Regions from separate parts of the Hordeum vulgare genome. Here region 1 is linked to region 2. A link is a contact called in public Hi-C data. All regions are on one chromosome and are shown on one strand. The core of a region is the stretch at or near the end of the contact, and the rest is flanking DNA. Distances in the headings are between cores, read along the strand shown.

The links. A called contact is a pair of places that touch in the nucleus more often than the background predicts.
Region 1: a contact with region 2 is called in a Hi-C map of seedling, with 4 times the contacts expected there. The contact joins the enhancer-like site here to the promoter of LOC123443525 in region 2. A contact is called at or near these places in 2 of 6 Hi-C or Micro-C datasets (leaf and seedling).

What each region holds. Positions count from the first base shown.
Region 1 is chr3H:206,606,584-206,612,128 of MorexV3_pseudomolecules_assembly, reverse strand. No RefSeq gene overlaps it. Among protein-coding and RNA genes, the nearest start is that of LOC123443525, 130 kb to the right of the region's middle. Within about 2 kb of position 1,723, at least 3 of the 3 cell types and tissues checked have open chromatin away from gene starts, as enhancers often do. A contact at or near this core is called in leaf and seedling, where this site is marked.
Region 2 is chr3H:206,479,695-206,485,300 of MorexV3_pseudomolecules_assembly, reverse strand. It overlaps LOC123443525 (glucosidase 2 subunit beta), which reads left to right and starts at 2,751. Exons shown (of 16, transcript XM_045119916.1): 1 at 2,751-2,951; 2 at 3,047-3,160; 3 at 3,433-3,528; 4 at 3,697-3,936; 5 at 4,018-4,196. The coding sequence starts at 2,858.

The sequences.
Region 1 (5,545 bases), core at 474-2,973, 130 kb before region 2:
AAACCCCTCTATGTTGATTTCTGACTTTGGGCAACTTTACATTATAAACATTATGCAATTGATCGCAAACTTTTTGGGCATGCTTTAATGCTCAAATAATTCCCCCACACAAAATATTGGATTTGTGGGAATTGATTTGAATAGTTTTGTAAGCAGAAGTCCATTTTTGCCCATTTTAAGGTTTTCCAAGTCTACATTGGAAACCTTCTCCACCAAATCCCAAATTTGATTTCCAAGCCTATTTTCATCTATTAGGTGATCATGTTAAGTTTCATATCAATTGAAGTCCATCTGGTAGCCCTAGCATTCATCAAACACCTTGTGTGCACTCACCAAAGTGGCTACTTTGGGCCCTTCCACTTAACTCCTTCAGCTTAGATTTTTACCACAACCTTCCCTAGTTACCTTTTACATCTAGTAACCTTTCCATGGACACTGGTCAATTATTGGAGGGTGACCCCATGTTGCTACCCTTCATTTTTACATTGGCAGCGCCGTTTTTACCCGTCTTGCCCCACCGATGCTTAAGGTAATGCCCCCACCTCTTTCCAGAGGGTCCCTAGCATCCCAAGGCATTCTTTCAAACCAAGATATGGCTTGCTCATGTAGGAAAATGAGCAGCACATCTACAAGTTGATTTCTGGCTGAAATGTAGCTTTGTACAGCAAGTACTAGCGACCCACCTCTACCTGAGCTCAAACTTGGCATTATTGTAGTCCTTCCATGAATAAGACTTGTAGACAAGGTTTCACCTCAATACCCTTTGTGTGCAAACCACTTTGCTAGCTCATAGTTTCCTGTTGCATACTCAATCACAGAAACAACCCCACCTGCCCTGCTCCATATGCAACCAAACTCCTGAGTCACCTTCCTGCATGCATGCCATGCATGTAGGACGTCCTTGACTCGTCAAAAAGCTACTATAGGCATGAGTAGCCATGGTGACCACCTTCCTCGCATGCAAAAATGGTGCTCTGCACCTTGTTCTCTTGCTGCGGCTCGTGTTTGGCTGTGGCAGCATGTCACAGAGCACCAGGGCATCTCCCTTGACCAGTCCAAACCCTTACCGACGCCCAGAAGCCGCCAAGTTTCCCCTGGCATGCGTGCTCTCGCCGTGCACTTAGCACCCGAGGCGCTCCCGAGCTTCACTCGGCTGCTCCCTCCGTTTTAGCCTCTCCCCCGAGCCCCCTGCTGCCTTGCCTCGTTTTCCCTTCCTCCCTTGAGCCTCCCAAACCTCTCGAGCTCTCCTCCCTGTGCCCTGCAAGCCCCCAAGGCCGCAAGGGCTCCATTTTGGCCGACCTCCAATCCAGGCTCCTCCGAGCCCTTTTCCCTCTTGAGAAGCCCGAGAGCACTCCCTCCTCCCTCAGAGCTTCCCCATGCCCTTCTTCTTCCCTCTAAGTGGCCGGAAGCACAACCTCCACTGCCATTGACACCGGATCCCACTGCGGCTGCTGCCGCTCCACCGGTGCTCCTCCGCAGGAATGGGGTCATTTGGGAGGTGCGGAGTGGCTCCCCGGGTCGGCCGGTGGCTGGGCAGCCGTCGGGGGTGGCCGGAGCCACCAGGGAAAGCGCCAGAATGGCCCTGCCCCGCCTCCCAGTCGCTCCCCAGCCCGAACGAGGGGAGGAAGACGAATATGACGGGCGGGCCCCTCCTGTAGGCAGCATGGTGGCCGGGCCCAGCCGTTTTATGTGGAGGCAGGTACCGTGCTGGTTGTCTTCTCATGCGGAAGGCGTAAAACGCCCAAGAGGCCTCCTGAGTGGCCCCTCTTGCCACCCGGCCAAGCAACCGGGCCGGCCCATTGGCGATCCGGCGCCCAGAGCGCAGGGTAAACCCCTCCCCCCTCCATTTTCCAGCTTTTTCTTTTATTAGAAACTTCAAAAATCTACAGAAAAATCATTTGAAGTCCAAATCTAATGATGAAAATCTCTGCAGGTTCCTAAATTCAAGATCTATCTAAATATGTGCATGGCACATTTTTCCAGAGCAACATTCTATGGTGTTAATATTCAAACACCAATCTGAATATTTTAAAATCCAGCTTTCACATATCCTAGAGGATTCAAATAAACTACAAATGAAGTGATTCCAAATTCCAGAGTCTTCTAATATCATACCCTATTTTTGAAGCCTTAGTCAACATTTTTAACTGGCATGATTGTGTTGCATTAAATAAATAGCTTAATTTTGCTATTTATCCAATGTTAGAAAATCCCTAAAATATTCATATCAACTCCAAATCCAGTGAAACAACTTCCTAAATGTTTCTAAAATTTTCTCTGTTAAATGAGTGCCTCCACTCATTTTTATCAGAATGCTTTCTATAGGCTTATTTAAGGATCACCTATTCCTCCCTTCATCCATTCAAAATTCCCTGATGGTCCAAACCTCCTATAGAAAACTTCAAGTATTTTTCTTATGACCAGAGAGGTCCAAGAAAATAAAAATCCTATTTATTTAGCACTTTCCTTTCTGCTTGTTGTGTGGCTTACTGTGTTTGTTTCAGACGATAGTGACGGAATAGACGGTGTACTCGGAGTTGGACCGGAACACGTCGAAGACCCCGACGACTTATGTGAGCAAAGGCAAGCAGCCCTTTGACCATGTTTGAGCAAAATATATTTATTGCATGCTAAGTAGAGCAATTATTCATGTTGCATATGAGCATGAGTATTCGGTAAACCACCCATATGGTGTTACCGATGGCTCCTCTAGGGCACTTGCATTGAGCATGACCTTACCATCTATGAGGGTCACGCTGATAATATGTTGACAAGTAGACAGTAGTGCTACGCATAGAAAGATCATGTGCATGATGATGGTAACACGGAGTTGATATCAAAGGTTTTATGAAATCCCCGTCGAGTGCCACTAATGCCCGAGGGTGATGATGAGTTAGGTGGCCACTTGTGAAGAAGTGGTGCATCGGGTAAAGTTTTGTGTGAGTGGTTTCGGAAATTGGATTAGATTCATGATGTCTTGACCGTCCCAACCTCGCATGACCGACCACGTTACCCCTTTATGGGACGGGGCTTTGTTGACTACTTAGGTCGGTGCTAGCAAAGAGGCCACATTACTGGTGGCGGGAGTGATATGTGGTCACTCTCGTGACGGGTTCGTATCAGGTAGGTCAAATATGTCATTTTTACACGTTCCGGGCACACGGTTGGTCCCCGCATGGACGATACTGTCCAGAGTTGGTGCTCGTAAGAGGTACATCATGGGGGCTGGGTACCAATCGAGTGGAACGATTTGTCTAGTGTCGTTCGGGGAAAGGCAATGATCGGGTACTTACCTCGGGTATGTTATGTACCGCGAGTCATGGATGACACGGAAATTTCCCAAATCTCGTGGGTATGGCGTACAACTTTTGCAGAGTGTAAAACTATTCGAATAGTCGTATCCATGGTCAAGGACAGTTGGGTGGTGCTGCTTAAACTACGTCCAGTCATTTTCGCATAAACCAAGTGTGCGTGTGTGTGTGGTCGTATTGTGATATGAAAGAGTTGATATGGTCAAGTTTGGTGACTTGGCATATCGGGTGAACCCAAAGTGTTCAACCCTTAGCAGATATGTTGGTATTTGTTACTTGTTCTTCTGAATACCATCTAGCCTATGATGCATGTCCATTCAAGCAATTGATCATGTTTATTTACAGTCAAAACCGGTTTACCGCAAAGGCTACATATTACTTATTATCGTATCAACTACATTATCCACATCATGGGCTACATTCAAAGTACTCATTGGCTTGCCACTAGTTATTTCATTGACAAGGTATGAGAGAACATGAAATGGTGAAGAGCACCTTGGTGGCATTCCTGCAAGCTACGATGCTTCCAAGTCAGAACGCCTGTAGGTTAAGGCTGATGGCATGGGTTCACGCTTTCGACCAATATTTCTGCTATTGGTCAAGTTTAATGTGTTGGCCCTCAAGGCCCTATATATGTAAGACTTGACCGCAAAGGTCATTTATTGTATCAAACAATATGTATGGATGTAAGACTCTTGGTATTCAGTTTTTGTGTGTTCGGTGAGCATTGATCTCTGGGATCACTTAGCATGTTCATTCCGCGATCTCGACTCGTAAGTCGGGGTCCCCACAATTCGCCTTGGTGCGTCTTCGCTGCAGGGAGGCGGAGTCCGATGCGGGGCGCCTCCACTTAAATCGACGGGGCGGTCTTGGCTCCCTGACGCGTGGGACCCGGCCATCAGTTCGTCTCCTACCTCCAGCTCGAGCCAGGCGTGACAGGGGCGTCGGGGCTGAGCGCTCGCTAGTGCCTCCCCTCTTGCAGTGCTCCGGCCACCGGAGGACTCGGGGGCTCGAGCCGGACCCGCCTGGGCGCGCCACCCCTGCCGGAGGGAACCGGACTAAGCGTGTCATTAGCCGCAGCAGATCCGGCGATGGGAGCCGTGGTGCCCAACCTTTTGGCCACCCGAGGGGAAGAGGGAGAGTGGGGAGGCCGCAGGGGCATCTAGGGCAACTCACCACGGTCGGAGGAGGAGGGGGGATGCACGAGAGGCTCGGATTTGAGAGAGGGCCGGCGGAAGGCTTCGGCCATGGGAACGAATGCAGGCACGAGATGGAGAGTGGGGAGCTTTGGGGGTTCCAGGGAGAGGGGGAAGTTGCTATGGAGGCTCGGGGCGCTCGGGGAGAGCCAAAAGGAGAGGGGTCGACGAGGACGAGCTCGGCGGCATGGAAAACGCACTCTGGCACGGGAGATCACACATCCCTGGGGCGTTTGGAGGCTAGCCAACGTTGGGGAGCAACGTTTGACGGTCAAGGGGGACTCTGCGGCGAGCTGAGACACGTGGCCGCTACTGGACCCGAGCTGCGGGGTGAAGTCATGGTGCAGAGCACGTTTACTACATGCCAGCAGGGTGGTCACCACGCCAAACCGTGTCCTCAGCCACCTTTTGGCCAGGCCAAGGTGTCAAGCATGCAAGGCATGCGTGCCACGAAGCACTGGTGGACTTTGGACCCAAGTGGATCAGTTTAGACTGGGTTTGACTGCAATTAAGGTTGCAGCAGCAAACTTAAGGATGGAAATGAGGGTACTTACTGGAGAGATGATGGGGTGAAACCATGTCTAGGAGGCTTATACATGGAAGGACTACAAGACTGCCAACTTTCAGCTCACGGGGATGAGTTTAGCTTGTAGTTGTAGTTCAAGGCTACAATTCTTCCAGAAATCAATTTTCAGATGTGCTGCTCATTTTTCCCACATGATCATGCTATGTCTTGGTTTGAAATGATGCATTAGCATGCTAGATATGCCCTGGAAGAAAGTGGGGGCTTTAGCTTAAGCAGAAGTATAGCAAGAGGTGTAAAAATGGTGCTGCCTAAAATTTTATAACATGGAATAAATAGCAAAAGAATCTGTTTATTTAATGCAACAGAAGCATGCGAGATAAAGATGTTGGCCAATGCTTCAAAAATAGTGCATGATATAATAAGACTCTGGAAATGAGAATTACTCCATTTGGAGTTGATTTGAACCCCCATAGGATTTTTGCAAGGTGGGGCTAAATATATTCAAAACTGCA
Region 2 (5,606 bases), core at 1,502-4,001:
TATGACCCCATGGCTCAAGCATCGCCTGCAAAGTTCCCAGCGTCGATGCAATACCCCGAAGCTCGGGCGTGCGGTGTATGCCCCGCCAGGTGTCGCGAACTAAGCGGTCATAATCAACATGTGTATGCTAGAAATTCTCGTAACATAACGGTTTCTTTGACGTCAGCCTGTTGGACATACTCTCCTTAATTTCAGCAACCACGAAACAATGATCAGATTCAACCGAAGGGATGTGTCTTACCCATATATGGTGAAAGAGGTGCCTAAACTCTTCATTTGCAAAAGCTCGATCTAGTCTTGTCTTGGCATTTGCCTCACCTCCTTGGCGATTATCTCAAGTATAGGCAGTACCAAGCGAGCCCAAATCTTGTAAAGAGACCTCATCAACATCCTCTCTAAAAGCAAACATATGACTCTCAAATCGTGCCGCTCTACTAAAGTGCTCATTGGCATACAAAGTTTCATTGTAATCTCCCATGCATAACCAAGCAACATGTGGTATAGCATGAAGAGTGCAAGAACCGCCAACTGTGTTGATGATCTTTTTTTTGCGGGTAATTCAGAGAGCTTTATTCATAAAAACGTCATCCTAGGACAATCAACCGGAAAGCTGGTGACCAAGAAACTAGGAGTCTGATCGAGCCAACACTTTGTTACATTCAGTGTGCCAGCATACTTAGCACATAGATGCGCCAGAACATTAGCTGCTCGGTTTACATGAACAATATTAAATAACTGAAAATTTCTAGCTAGCTCTCCAATTTCTAACAAAATAGGAGGCACAACCGAACGAGAATTGTGGCGAGTGTTCCAGAGATGGACCATCTCCAGGCAATCAACTTCCATGATCACGTAGGAGAAACCACGGATATTAGCAAAACGCGCACCCTCCCGCATCGACATTGCTTCAGCTATAAGTGGATCCGTGATACTCATATGTGGTTTGCACCAAGCTCCAAGGAAACGAGTGGAGGACCTAGCCACCCCACCAGCACCACCGCAAATTCCTTCAGGGTTTAAAGCACCATCAGTGTTGATTTTGATCACTCCCAATTCTGGTGGCTTCCACCCATAGCCCGGCAGCACCGTTGCCATGGACCTAGGCAATTCCAGAATTGCTAATGCTTGTTTTGTCCGTTTCATACATAAGACATGAACTACACCTCCATCTTCATGCTTAATTCGGTTTCTAGAGTGCTGGATTGACCACATGATAGTAATGATAATGGCCCGATCCTTGTCTCTAAACCGGTAATCACACAAGATGTCCCGTGCCCAAGAATCTGGATGTAGTCTGGGTAGACGTATCTCAAACATAGCAAATGCTTCGTCCCAAAAATGCCTTGCATGGGAACAATAAGTGCATGTTGTAAATCTTCATCCATGGTCAAGCAAAATTTGCAACGGCCAATTTCTGCAATGCGCCTTGTTTTTAAGGTAGCTTCATCGGGAAGAATTCTGCGGAGAACACGCCACCAAAAAACACGAACTTTTGGTATGACATTTAACTTCCACAAGGTCTTCCGCAACTGTTGATCAACCGTTGAAGCTCCAGTAGCCGTCCCTTCCTCTAGAGCAAGTCGCTCTACCTGAGTCACGAGAGCACGGTATGCCGTCTTAAACAGTGTAGTTACCTGTTCTGTCAAAAGCCCACTCATAAAAATCATCACCTCCTCCGAATCGGAGTGGTATGTTAAGAATTGCCTCCGCATCCGGAGCAATGAAGTTGTCCCGAACCTCCTGTTGGCGCCACGTCGAGTTATCAGAGTCAATAAGATGAGAGACAACTTCCACCCACACATTAGCCGGGCTCATTACATGCCTCATTGAGATAGTTCTGGGGATCCACTTTTCAGTCCAAACTGGGATGGAGCTGCCGTCACCAACTCTCTTAATCAGTCCCAAACGCAAAGCCTCTCTGTCCGCAATGATCGCTCGCCAAGTGGCCGAAGCAGATTTAGGGGCTGATGCTTGCATAAAGTCAGTATCTGGGAAGTTACGTCAGGCTTCATCATCAGGCGCCATCCTTGTTTTCCAAGTAGTGCTTGGTTAAACTTAGAGCATCTCCACCCGCCCCCAAGTCGCCCTGCAAAAGCACTTCTTCAGCGCCGACGGACGAAAAAAGTCCCACTCGTGCCCACAACGCCTCACTTTTCGTCGGATTTGACCAAAATTAGAGCCGACGCTCCCAGGCCAAACCCAGCCCATCGGGGGGCAATCGAAAGCGCCGACGCTACCTTTTGCATGCAAATGGCCCATCATTAGTCGCCCATCCCCTCTCTCTCCTTTTTTTCTCTCTCCTCCGCACATGGCATAGGAACCACGCACAGGAAACATGGCCGGCGTGGAGTGGCCCGTCAGGTGGCTGGGAGTCCAATGACTAAAAAAAAGTTTACCCCTAAAATAAAAGTTACGCCAGTGGAACCTTAATCGATGTAAAAAAGGCCTTCCAGGGAGCTCAACGGGTGAAGATGCTCTTATGCATATCTCGTGAACCCATCCCACCTTGACACTTGGGAGTTGGGAGTGGACATATTTTTCCAAGAAAACCAATGCATATACCTTTCTTATCAAGATAACTATTCCAGAAATACTTAGCCATTGGTGAAGTAATACTCTTGCAAACTTGTTGACGATCTACAGCTCGCGGAGCTCTGTAAAAAATCAGTGAAACCAAAAAGACCTGGTTAGGAATACAAGTGTGCAAGGGTACGGATACATATAGAGTACACACTCGAGTCGAATCGAGTCTCGTTCCGTTTTTCCCTGCGGGGCGGAGGTTCTTTGCCTGGTGACACCCAAACCTGAAGCGAACCCACGCTGTTAGCCGACCCGTCCACTGCTGCTCCGGCCAGCCATGAGGGTCCTCGCGCTCCTCCTCTTACTATGGATCTCCGCCGCTGCCGCTGCATCCGCGCCGCCGCTCGAGACCCTCGGCATCCCTCCGCAAGGTTCCCCCCGGATCTGACCGCGCTTTGCTTTCTTTTGCGCCTTCTCTGCCGTCTCCAGGTAGATGCGGTTCTTAATTTAGCGTTGCTGGGCGCAGATGAGGCGTACTACAGGGGCGGCGTGATCAAGTGCAAGGACGGGTCGGGCAAGTTCACCAGGGATCAGCTCAACGACGACTTCTGCGACTGTCCCGACGGCACCGACGAGCCAGGTACCGCCTCTTTCTTCTTCTTTGCTTAAAATACATGTTCTTTTTCTTCCGCGTCTGGTGTGATTTCTCCGAGATTGCTGTAGAGCCAGGCTCCCTTACTTTCATGGCCTGTGCGCGTTAGTTTTAAACTCTGGGAGTCTTGGGAACCCATGCGTGCCGGAGATGTGTGAAAATTTGGATATTTTCTCTGTTAGGCTCATGTATTTGTGCCAATGCTGTAGTTTATTGCAGGAGATCAGTTCATTGAATCATGTTCCCTTTTTCCTTCGCAGGGACATCTGCCTGCCCGGAGGCGAAATTCTACTGCAAGAATGCCGGACATTCTCCAATCACCATCTTCTCGTCGCGAGTGAATGATGGTATATGCGGTAAGAGGCTAATAGCAGTTGCTTTTTCTTTGTTCCATTGATTTACTTGTTTTTTGTTAGAACTAAAGATTCATGTACAACAAAGACTTGAGCCCGAGAAAATGGCTGGAGCTCCTGTTCCATCAATCCTTTTATAACTAGCTATTTTTGTTCCTCATTGCTTGCTAGATTGTTGTGATGGGAGTGATGAATACGGTAGCAATGGCACTTGTAAGAATACATGCTGGGAAGCTGGGAAGGCGGCGAGGGAGAAGTTAAAGAAGAAGGTAGCTACATATAAAAGTGGTGTCGTTATTCGGAATCAGGAAGTTGAAAAGGCAAAATTGGCAATTGCTAAAGATGAAGCAGAGTTAACAAAACTGAAGGGTGAAGAGAAGATACTCCAGGGGCTTGTCGACAAGCTCAAAGGTGTGCCCTCATAGCTAACTCGTCGTTTTGCAAAGAGTTATGTGTAGCTTTTATGTGTCCAATACTGTCCATGCTGTGCAGAGCAAAAGAGATTAATAGAAAAGGCGGAGGAAGAGGAGCGCCTAATAAAAGAGAAGGAAGAAAAGAGAATTAAAGAAGAAGCTGAAAAGCAAGCTGCTGAGGAAAAGAAAGCATCTGATGCCTCTCAGGAAACAGATTCTCAGGACACTGATGAGAAGTCACAAGAAGGTGAAAGCAAGGTTGGCGTTTCTTCCTATATATTGGTTGACCCCTCGTCCACCTATTCCATGTTGGTTACTATCACGTAAGTTCATTGTTCCAAATATTGGCCAGTTAATTGGCATCTTGGTCAGTTAATCGCTACCCGGTGGGTCACCAAATAGCTGAAACTGAAAATCTACTTATTTATCCCTACTCAGCACCCGGCTGATATGGACATATGGTACTAGTTACCGATATCCTGAACATTGCCTCACTTTGAAGAACTATAACTCGTCATCCTCGTCCATAATATCATAAGTCGACTTACCTTGATAGGAGTACAGTTTGTACTTGAACAATTCACAGAAGTAATGAAATAATCATGAATTTAGTCTCTTGTATTTTTTATATTTTTAAAATCATTTAAACTGTCCATTTACAAAATAAAGCCTTGAATGGTTGGTTTAGTACTTCAATTTTAGGGTTTTGCGCTAGATAAACTGAATTATTAACATCGAAAAAATGGATTGCTAACTCCCCTTCTTGTGGTTGCAATTTTCATAAGCATGCACACATCAAGAAACAGATACAGCCCGTGTTCCCTGGAGGCTGTATGTTCCAAGTAAATCTATCAAGAAGTATTTTGTTCAATTCAAGTCAAGGTAGGGTAAGGCGAGGTACCACCACCTAACTGCCTGAGGCGATATCGTATGACCCCCCTCCCCCCGCCCCTGGATGGCAGCAGGTTTTATAATATTAAGTAATGCAGCCTCCCTGACCTTCCCCTTCGTTGAATGATGAATCATTGTCAACCTCCCTGACAGATCCAGTGGACTGGCCTCCTTCCCATGGTTTCTTCTTTATCTTCAGTAGCCCTTCTCTTTCACTCTCTCAACGTCTGCTCATCAAGGCCCCAATCTAGCCAGGAAGAACGGAAGGGAGGAATAAGAGACATACCCCAAAAAACAGAGATGAAGCAATAAGAGCCAGCAAAATGCCAAAAACAGAGGGACGAGGAAAATCCGAACACTGAGCTTTCCTGCTGTGGATGGTAATGGAGGGAGAAGTTGCACCCGCGCCAGAGCCAATGGGGATGGTCCCCGTCCCATCCCCTTCTCTTCTCTGATTTGGTGACTCAACCAACCTATTGGTCCCTTATTTTCTCATGCCATGTTCCCTACCCGCCAAACAATTTATGCTGCTCGCCCTGCCTCGTGGCGATTCCTGATTGCGCCATGGAGACGCCATGGCTTCAAGGTGAAAAGCATTGCGACGAAGTTTGGATGATCTGTTGCTATGAGCCTATGACAATTCAGAACCCTTTGATGCTTTGTCAACTGCTTTGCTTACGTAAAACCTAATGGACAAAGGGCGTACCCAGTGCTGAAAGCTCCCACACAAGGTGGGGTCTGGGAAAGGGAATTTCTAGACAGCCTCACCCTTGCAAA